2 separate regions of the Mus musculus genome follow, and region 1 is linked to region 2. Evidence: chromatin contacts called from public Hi-C data. All regions are on one chromosome and are shown on one strand. Each heading gives the region's core, a stretch centred on a gene start, on an enhancer-like site or on the middle of the called end of the contact. The rest is flanking DNA. Distances are from core to core; before and after follow the strand shown.

Region 1 (5,304 bases), core at 1,417-3,916, 330 kb before region 2:
ACCAGGCAGGCAGTAAGGAAGGGACATGGCTTTCCCAGCATGGGCATGGCAGGTAGCGTGGCCAGGGCTCACTGTTACACTCAGAGATAGGAGTAGAGAGATGTCCTCCTGATCGACTAATAGTAGTCATGGGGGGACAGAAGTCCCTTGTCTAATTCAGGAGTTGCATCTCTGTCTAGGGCTACTGCTTGGCCTGTGCCACAGAACCCTAGTCAGCTGCCTTCAGAACTGCTCACAGCACCCCACCTGCCTACTCCACGGCCGACGGAGCCAACCTCTCAACGCCACTCCATTGGACTTCTTCCTTGATTCATTCCCATTTGTTTGCCATGTCCTACATGGGCAAGGGTTGGTAAAAAGGGAAAATAGATACTCCCTTAAATTAAGACTTTGGGGGGGGGGAGTATTGTATGACCCACACTTACGTATATTTTTAAAATAAAAAATGGAATTTACCTCATATGGAATTCACCTGTCCCTGGGTGTCCTGTATTTATACCTGGGAACCTCCTATGCAGACAACCATTCTAAAACTCCATTTCTATCATTCTGAATTCTTCCAGTGGTCCCTGTTGCCTCTGTAGCTGGAGCCAGGAGCTCAGAACCTTGTAGGTAGTTAACAAAAGATACAGTGTGCGTTTGAAGGAATGGTAGACACAGAACAACCATTTCCCCATCCCAGACATTCATTCACATGTAGATTTTAAAGCTATACAATGAATCTCAAATAAGGAAAACACACACACACACACACACACACACACACACACACACACAGCCACCTCTACATACTTACCCCTCCATACCTCAGCCCCCCACATAAACACACTGCCACCCCAACATAATTTACCCCCACCTCAGCCTCCCACGTATATACACTGTCACCCCCACATACTTATACCTCCCAACTCACCCCCCACATACTTACCAACACACACATCTCTCCCCCTGATACACACTGCCAACCCATATACTTACCCCCACATCTCAGTCCCCCACATACACACACTGCCACCCCCACATACTTATCCTTCCCGCCTTCCCCCTAGCCCCCCCCCCCACTTGTCAGAAGCCTGGGCTAAGCCAAGTCACTTGGATTGTGCTTAGAGACTCTTGTCTGGGCTCTTTCCTCCTTTCCTCTCACTACTGTCCAACATGGACCCTGCCCTGCCCTAGCTTTTCTCTACCCACTGACCATGTTCACCCCTCACAGCCATCTTGCTCCCACGGTAGTGCTCCTGCTATGCAGGCCATCCATGCCCCTCCCTGCACCCTCCCTTTCTGTGGTCAGAGTGCCCTGTCTGTCTAGGGCAGCTTTGATGGTCCTTGAGTCTTTCTCTCCAGCAGTCCTAAGAGGAGCAGCCCTAAGGGACTTGACCATGCCCCACGGCCTCTGTCTTCTATCTTCTTAGTGACAGAGTTAGGTAAGGGTCATGACCCTATCTTGTGCGTTTTTAAATGCCACTTGAAACATTGTTGTCCATGTCATGCTTAGTGTATATTTACCAGGGGTCTGAACACTCACAAGCTCATCAGCTGCAGAGTGGTGACAAAGCATCAGATCAGGGATGCCTCCATCCCAACCCTTCCTGGCAGCAGTTGTCCCCTCCCAACTGTGGTTTCCAGCAGTTTCCAAGTCAGCGTTTTCAACCCAGGTCATTTAAGTGTTGGCTTAAATGATGTTTCATGTAAAGCTGATTAGAACCCAGCTCTGAAGGTTTTTTAAAGTGACACCCTCTGATTTGTTGACCCTCCCAGTGACATTCTGGCTGGTCTGAGCAAGGCAGGCTGCCAGCTCCAAGACTGGTGTGCAGCCAGCTGTGCCTTCAAAGAACTCCCTCTTCAAGGCTTTCTTCTCTCTAGATATCACAGCTGCCTCTGGGAACTCTGTGGCCAGTCTGGGCTCTTCTGCAAGTCTGGTGCTGTCTAAATCCTGCCCCGTTTCTTCTCTTTACATAGCCGTTCTACATTCCACAGGAATATAGCCTTTGTTGTAGCATTGAGCTCAGAGCTCCACAGGATAAACCTGGGGTTCTCAACCAGATAGAATGGAAGTAGTGCTTTTAAAAGCCCACCTCAAAGAGACAATACTAGGCCCAGTGGACAGGACTGCAATGAAGAGACTGGAAACCATGGTCAGAGAGGAGACTGGCATGTGGTCGGGGAAGGCTTCTCCTGGGCTAGGAGTTTTCTTTCAGTCCTCCTGCTTTAGTGTCTGCCAGACAGGACCTGGTATCCAGTCTTGTGCCAGGTGCTAGGAACTGTGGAAGTGGCTAAAATCCAACCCCTGGCTGTCCCCCCTGCCCCCCAGTGGACGGGATGGGCCTGAGTGCAGTGGCAGCTCAGCATAGTGGTCCAGAGCACTCACATGGTGTCAGAGGGCCTGGCTTGGCCAGTGATGGGCTGTGTGCCCTTGAGCAAGTGGGTCACTCTGTCTTGTGTTTTCTATTCCAAGATTGGGCTCACTTCAAAGCCTGTTCTCTAAGTTCCTGGTGGACCCTCAGTGCCTGGTGTTATTTATTATTCACACATGGGAGGTAGAGGAAGAGTGGGGGTGCAGAGAAAAGAGCAACTTCTTGGAGAAGGTGGGGCGTAGGGGCTTCAAAGAAGAGGTGACATTTGCTTTGCACCCTGAAAAACAAGTGGGAGTTCAGTAGACATGGCAGCTTCAAGAAAAGCTGAGGTGCTGGGTGTGTGGTCAGAGGCAGACAGAAGACTGCAGCTGTGGGTGAGGACAGGTACTTGCAGGGAGGAGGAGTGAAGGTCTATACTGGGGCCACATAGCTTAGGGGGGCCTTGAAGGTCTGCACTGGGGCCACATAGCTTAGGGGGGCCTTGAAGGTCTGCACTGGGGCCACATAGCTTAGGGGGGCCTTGAAGGTCTGCACTGGGGCCACATAGCTTAGGGGGGCCTTGAAGGTCTGCACTGGGGCCATATAGCTTAGGGGGGCCTTGAACGCATGGGCTGGATCATCACAGGAAAGCAGACAGGGTCTCCAGTGGACAGGTGGAGACCCTGTGACTTTTTCTTGCTCCCACAAGCTGAAGAAGGAAGGTAAGAGCTCTAAGGAATTAATGTAATGAACACAGTCTCCCCAAGGTCACTGAGCCAGTTGGCAGAGCTGGCATTTGAGGTGGGCTCGGGCTCTGCAGCTTTGTCACATGGCACAAGCTCACTACCTTGAGGCCTTGCTGCCCATGTGCCCAGTTAGATGGGACTGTGCACATAAGACCACACTTCTCAAGAACTAAAGTGCAGCTGAAACTGACCTTGCTGAATCGGTATCAAGATTTAGTCTGAGGTACGTTTCAGACAACTAACAAATTGGTTAGGCTGTATCCAGATGGCCTGGACCTCAGTAACTGTGAGCATATGACTGTCTTAGCATAAAAATCACCGTGGCAAGCACTGTTATCTTTGCATTGGTGTTGGCTTGGCATGACTAAGATATACCCCACACTGGCTGGGTAATTTTTGCTTTCGCCAAGGGCTTTGTTCCCTTAAGGGCCCATCATGTAGCACTTTGTGTGGGCTCCAGGCGTGAGGAAGAGTCCAAGTGCCAAGAATCAGCAGGATGAGAGCTCTGCTCTACCTGGGTAGGATCCAGGGTGAGCAAGATGGTTGTTAAATGCTGGTCTGACAGAAATGGTGGCAGCCAGCGGGGGAGCATGGTTAATAGTCCCTGTGTCAGCTTGGACACTAGGATCCTTAGTCCTACAAACATTGTAGCACTTTTGCAGGCCTCAGGATCAGAACACTAGACTCCTGGCAGTGGCCAGTGTTATAGTGGCCAGTTTATAGTGGCCAGCTCTCTGCAGCTCTGCTGGTAAGCAAGGCCTGCAGGTTCTCCTATCTGGCTCCTCAGTGCGCGCTCTCTCTCTCTCATTCTCTCTCTCTCTCTCTCTCTCTCTCTCTCTCTCTCTCTCTCTCTCTCTCTCCACACACACACACACACACACACACACACACACACACACACACACACACTTCATTTTCTACCTGGTTGCTCTGGAATTGTTATTAACAAGGCATCCTGACCCCTTCTGTATCTGCTACCTGGATTAGCAGAGAAGCTGGCTAATCCCTGGGATTGTGCATGAGAGCCAGGCACATGTTACTCCTTGGGAACTGGAACAGCTAGCTGACTGCTTAGGAAGTGGGCATCAGCATCTGCTGTTAGTGAGATTGTTGGCCATCAGGTAGGATTCAGGAAAGCAGACAGGGTCTCCAGTGGACAGGCAGGGTACACAGCAGGAGAGCCACCTACTGCAGGACTTTCAGCTCTCAAGCAGTGGCTACTATTTGGAAGCACAGTGATGGGGACTAAAGACTGGGCATTAATGGTCCCAGCTGCTGAGTCTACCTCTTTATAAGCTGTCAAGTCCACAGTTGCCCCATCTGTACTGTCTCCACTACAGGCCTACCCTGCATAAGAACGTAGAGGAAAGAGGTGAAGGAAGGGTGGAGGGAGAAGAGACAGGGTGAGCCAGCAAGCTTCCATCCTTCACTGGGCCTCGTGTCATAAGCAAGCAGCACGAGAGAATGTTTCCCAAGGGGTGTTTGGACCTATCACTTGTTTGGATCCACCATCCTCTTAGCACCAATCACAGTCATTAATGCTTGTGTTTTTGACCAATCACAGTTTTGCTCCTTAGCACCAATCGCTTTTGTCCCTTCACTCTGAGAAGTGCTGCCTCTTTAACCAAGGAGGAAATGGTTCATCTAGGGTTGCAGTTATAGAAAGGCAGCCACAAACTGTTTCAAACAGATGGTTTGAAGAGGTCATGGAGAGTTGATTAGCTGGTGTTGGTGTAAGAGTGGCGGCACTGACCAGCACATTACAGTAGGCCTTTACTTATGCCATCCCAGGAATGAAGTGAGAACCCAACACCTGCTGACTAGAGTCCAACTGCCCCTTCCCCAACACCACTGCTTACCAATGGGCTCACAAGCAGCTTGTACTTGCTATGAACATAAGAACCACTGACAACAGCTTCAAGACATTTTAGCCATGCTTCCACACCTCACCAGGCACCCAGAGTGTGCCACGAACTCCTATCTGTCTTACAGCTGGGCTAGGGCCTGCGATGGCTCCTCCACCTCACACAGTCTTTTGTTGTTCTGAGTGGATTCTCAGCTGTTCTGACTTTGCGGGGAAAACACCCACTGGCCAAGGCCCATAGTCGTTCTGTCCTAGAACCTCCTGGGAAAGTAACTGGGGAGGGAAGACCTGGCTGGCAGTGAGCAAGCAGGCAACAGGTGGAGGGAATTCCCACCTCCATCACTCCTCGATGCCAGGAGCT
Region 2 (5,517 bases), core at 2,525-5,024:
CCACGCCCCTTCTGTCTTCATCCTAAGTCACCCACATCTCTCCAGTTCTCACCATAGTTCAAGCACCCCCACTTCTTACCTCCTGACTAATAGCTGGGATAAATGCTGTCCCATTTACCATGGTATTCTTCAAGGATGCTGGCTATGTAAATGTAAGTGCAATGGAGTCATCCCTCTGCTGATGACCCTCTTGGCAAGGTTCTCTTAATGTCCTTCAAATAAAGTCCAAAGTTTCTTACATGGCTTGTGGTACCCTAGCATGTCTACCCTTGGACTGGAGAGGTAGATCATTAGTTAAGAATGTGTACTGGAGTTATTCCACAGCACCCACATTAAAAAGCTCACATCACTGTAACTGAAACTTCAGGGGATCAGATGTCCTCATCTTGCCTCTAAAGGCACTACACGCATGTGCACATGCATCCAGACATACATACATAAACGCACACGTCATAATGAAAACTACTCTGCACTCTTTGTTGACTTCATCTTTTGCTCCTGTTCTTTTTTGTTGTTGGTGGTGGTTTTGTTTGTTTGTTTGTTTGTTTGGGTTTTGTTGTTGTTGTTGCTGTTGTTTTTTCGAGACAGGGTTTCTCTGTATAGTCCTGGCTGTCCTGGAACTCATTCTGTAGACCAGGCTGGCCTCAAACTCAGAAATCCGCCTGCCTTTGCCTCCCAAGTGCTGGGATTAAAGGCATGCACCACCACACCCCAGCTTGTTCCTGTTCTTAACATACATCAGGCACACACAGGATTTGGGCTTTTGTTCTTTTTTTTGCTGAGTTCATTTCCACTTGGGGCCTTTGTACTTCGAAATGCCTCCATTCAGATCTTGTGTAGGACTTTATTCAAATAGCTCTTCCTCATCCAAGGTTTTATTTTTGAATGTATGTACCTATCTCATCCCTTTTGGTACCACATCCTTCATTGTGAAGAATCATTTTTTTCTCACATTACTTTCTTTTATGACTGAGCCATTCATTGCTCACTAGTTGACACCACCTCATGTTTGCATGTATTTTCTGACACCTCCCCATGTCTGTATGCAAACTTAAAGAGAACATGCTCTTGGTTCCCAGTACCTATTATATTAGCAGACACTCAAATTGCATTTGTTGAGTGGACGAATGAATGATAAGTCAATGAAGAAATAAAGCATTCAGTTGTAACTGTTTTCTGTCCTCTTACAAAAATAAGCCCTGACGTTCTTAATTCAGTAGGAGGCTTAACAAATATTAATACATGTGGTATTTGAAGGGGCAGCAAAAATTTCTGGGGCATATCACTCTCTGGGAATAAAAATTTCAATGATTAATGAACTCATTCATAAAATCTGAAGAAAAAAAATGACATTCAAGCCAGATTTCTCTAATGGGATGGAACCTTCCATGGACCAGTGGGATACACTTATGCAAATCCAAGACCAGAACCTGGGTAGGAACATGAGCATCACTAAACCCCTTCCTTCTCTGATGTCTCCCTGAATGTACAGAAGAACAGACGGAAGTCCCCGAGAAGTGGAGCAAGGTGGAGAGGCTGTGTGTGTGAGTATTTGTGTCTATCCAGTATTTCTATTCCAAGCTCTAGTAATCCCCCTAGTAGATCTGGATCAGGAACCTTTGGGAGGTGATTAGGTGGTGAGGTGGAGCTCTCGTGAATGGGCTGCCTTGTCTCTTCTGTTTCCTGAGGACGTTGCTAGAACATGGCCAGCTACGAGAAACAAATGCCAAGTGTCTGAGCCCCTTGATCAGCGTTGTGAGAAAGAGACTTCTGTTGTTTATAAGCAGCCCAGTCTTGTGTACTTGGTTGTATCAGCCTGAATACACAACAGAAGGTTTTAATAAGGCTTGATATTGGGATCAGTGCCTGTGGATGAGAAGACAAGAAAGAATGGAACAAAGAGGTTGACCTGGGTTCTGTCTCTTTGGAGAACTTGGCTGCCCCAAGAGGCATTTTGTCCCAAAATGTCATTTCTTCTATCTTTTAGCCAGGGTCTTCAACTTTGATATTAGCTCTTGGGTGAGTCATCAGAAGTGAAAAACTCTGGAAATAGTTGTATCTTTCTGCCAAATGACTCTGTTGAGCAAAGAGAATCCCCAAAGAGATGCTGTCTGTCTCTGCCAGTAGCTCTGCTACAGCAGTGAGGATGGTTCAGCCATGTAGAGAGATCTGAATAGTGACCCTAATGACGACCACGCCTCAGAGCCCAGAGAGGAATGGACTTCATCTTTCCCCCCAAACACTGAGTGAGTGGGGAACACTTGCTCCCTGCTTTGAGCCAACATTAGAGAAGATGGCAATCCAGACTCAGCCTGAAACACCACATCTAGCAGCTGTGCTTATTTTATTTTATCTTATTTTATTTTTTTAAGTTTAAGGAAGCCAGCTGTTTGCCCCACCCCCAATTTTGGTCCTTTATTTCTTTTTTGTATCTTAAGTCATGAATTCATAGGGAACGTGTTCCCGCAGCTCAGGTCCCTGGACATTAGCTCTCCCAAATGTGCTGCTCTTGGTGGGGCAGGATGGTGCTTCAGGTGTCTTTCCTGGGCTTCCATGGTACACAGGACATTCCTTTTTAAACAGTGCCTGTTCCCTTCATTCCCTTCATGTCTACAACGTCACCCTTCTTTTAGATTCAAAAATATATGTTCAAAGAACACCTCTTTGTTCCCTAAAAGGCCTGGGGAAATCATAGAAGGTGCCTCACCTCTTTCCCCAAAGATGGCTTTTGTTATCTAGTTTTAGAAACACCATCATCCCCTCCAGTTTTAATAACCTAGAATTGGCCAATACAATTACATATATTTAAGATGTATTATTTGATAACAGCAAATCATCAAATACTAGTCTCTTGGTAGCAGTGTAAACTGTTCCTCACCAGCATGTCCCTCGTGTATGACTAGCTCAGTGGTTCTCAACCTTCCTAATGTTGTAGTCCTTCAATAGAACGCCTCATGTTATGCTGATCCCCTACCACAACATTATTTTTGTTGCTACTTCATGACTACAATTTTGCTACTGTTATGAATTATAATGTAAATATCTGATGCATAGGATGGTCTTAGGTGACCGCTGTGAAAGGGTCATTTTATGCCCAGAGGAACTGAGACCCACAGGTTGACAACCTCTGATCTATCTGATATGTGATCTGATGTGTGTGTGCATGTAACATACACCTGTGCATATGTACACTTGTGCTTCACTCTCTGAGCGAATTTCAAGCTTGTCTCAGTGCTAACAATATTTACTGTGCCCACATGTTAGTTCTTCAGGATTTGACCACACAAAGCACAGGCATCTTCTGAACGCACCGATCTGCCTTGGTCCTGTGACATTTAGTGGTGTTTACAAAGAAGTGGAGAGAAGAGGAAACAGAGGCCAAGGGCCAACAGATGTCCATCCTGCAAAACACTCTGAAGGAGGCAAGGAGGCAGCATTGCTTCTGGGACCCCAGTAGCTCAGAGAGCAGGAAACTCCTCCCACAGAATGCAAGATAACCAAGAAACAACCTCTTGGGATACCTCCCAGGCTACCCCATGGTCTGCACTGAGAACTGAGCTGTCATTCATCAACAGTGTTGAGAACGTCAAATGTTAGCTACAGACATGACATCAGCGCTGGTGGGGGACTTCCCAGACAAGGCCAAAATTTCACTGCACAATTAATTTACTGATTGCTGTGATGATTATGGGATGTCATAAGATTTGCATGGCTGTCCATGGAAGTTCACTCTCTTCTGGGTTAGGGTCTGAGAAGAATCCTTTTGCATTGTGTGATGTCATCAGAGTAGGAAATGCACTCACAGCAGCAGTTTAAGCCCAGCTCCTCTTTCGGAAGGCCCCATGTCAAACCTGAGCCCTAGTGGTGACCTTTTCAATTGCTTCCATTCATCAGGCAGGCAGGCAGGAACCACGATTTCACGAGCTATGAATCAGTCTTTTCACCAGGAAATTGGTTTTTGAAAGAGCCTGGTGGTGATGACTAAGAGGTTTTATACACTGGAGTTTCAGTTAATGTCTGTGGTTTCTTGTTTGTTTGTTTGTTTATGTTTTATGACTTGAGGGAAAAATTCAAATCTAAAACTAGATTTCTATTTCTCTACATGGATCTTTGTAAATATACCAACAGTGCTGTGTGTTTGTCTGTGTGACTATGTATGTGCATGTGTGTTTATGTGTGCCTGTGTGTATTTGTCTCTGTGTGTGTCTCCTTGTATGTTAATGTGTATATGAGAGTTTATGTGTAGTATATTTGTGTGTTGGTGTGTTTGTGTAGATTTGTGTTTATGTGAGTGTTAGTGTCTGTGTCTCTCTGTGTGTGTGTGTGTATTGCAGAAGGCAGTATTATAATTTGACATTTTTTTGAGTTAACAACTTTTTTATTAGATATTTTCTTTATTTACATTTCAAAGGCTATCCCAAAAGTCCCCTATACCCTCCTGCTACCCTGCTCCCCAACCTACCCACTCCCGCTTTTTCATTTTCATTGCTGTTTCTTGACATAGTGGGGTTTTAAAGGTTTATTCAGAAGTGCAGGGGGAAAAAAAACAAGGAAAAATGCCCGTCTTGCAAATCAACATATGTTTCTAATTTTAAATCTAAAATAACAAGACAGGAGCGAAGGCAAGCTGTGCAGGCTTTCTGTAGGGCTGTAGGTCTGGGAAGGCAAGGTCTCTTCTTAAATTTATTTACAACTTCAGCATTCATTACCCAATGGAAATAATTGTTTGGAATGAAACGAACGTATTAAGAAACAATTGTTGAGGACCACATCTGTGTAGGAGTTTGGATAAAATCTAGTTAGGGATAGAAAACAAAGCAAATACTCAGATGGGCATGGTGGCTCAAACCTAAGATTCCAGCACTCAAGAGGCCGGAAGATCATTATGAGGTTGAGGCCAGCCTGGGCTTCATAGTGAGCCCCACACCAGTCTGAGCTATAGCACTGAGACCCTGTTCCCTTGCTTCTCAAGCTTACTGATGCTGGGAGCCTTTAATACAGTACTTCAGGGTGTGGTGATCCCAAGCAAAAGTTATTTTCATTGCCATTCTAACTGTAATTTTGCTCCTGTTACAAATCATAATATAAATATCTTATATGCAGTATACCTGACATGCAATCCCAATGAAAGGGTTATTTGAGACCCCAAAAGGGCCATGGTCTATAGGTTGAGAACCACTAACCTGACTATAGAAATAAACAGCCACTCCAAGATGATAAATGGCTAACTTTTGTGCAGATATTTTTCAGGTGTTCAAAAAAGAAGTTGACCTAGTCTGAGAAGGATTGGTGGGTGAGGAGTTTTGGATCTATGTCCTGAAGAGGGCTAGAAGGACATTGTGGGCAAAGAGAGTGTTCAGTGATAGAGAGGAGCAAGCTCATCAGGTCATAGAGAATGGTTTCTGTGCATGGAGCTGTGTGTGCACACTGAGGATGTAGGCAGAAAGCAGACTAGTGGACTAGCACAACAGGCTTAGGAAACTGTTGCTATTTTTGTTGCAGTCCAATACTGGTTAC

Evidence for each region. A called contact is a pair of places that touch in the nucleus more often than the background predicts.
Region 1: a contact with region 2 is called in a Hi-C map of Th2 cells, with 2.2 times the contacts expected there. The contact joins two enhancer-like sites. A contact is called at or near these places in 1 of 15 datasets of contacts at CTCF or cohesin (large pre-B cells), 4 of 484 Hi-C or Micro-C datasets (Th2 cells, embryonic stem cells, granulocyte-monocyte progenitors and 1 more), 3 of 115 datasets of contacts at active chromatin or transcription factors (cardiomyocytes, extraembryonic endoderm stem cells and trophoblast stem cells) and 1 of 9 other capture datasets (embryonic stem cells).

The regions. Positions count from the first base shown.
Region 1 is chr9:14,335,398-14,340,701 of GRCm38.p6, reverse strand. No RefSeq gene overlaps it. Among named protein-coding and RNA genes, the nearest start is that of Gm34156, 31 kb to the left of the region's middle. Within about 2 kb of position 2,666, at least 15 of the 459 cell types and tissues checked have an H3K27ac peak or open chromatin away from gene starts, as enhancers often do. A contact at or near this core is called in Th2 cells, where this site is marked.
Region 2 is chr9:14,008,783-14,014,299 of GRCm38.p6, reverse strand. No RefSeq gene overlaps it. Among named protein-coding and RNA genes, the nearest start is that of 1700019J19Rik, 79 kb to the left of the region's middle. Within about 2 kb of position 3,774, at least 46 of the 459 cell types and tissues checked have an H3K27ac peak or open chromatin away from gene starts, as enhancers often do. A contact at or near this core is called in Th2 cells, where this site is marked.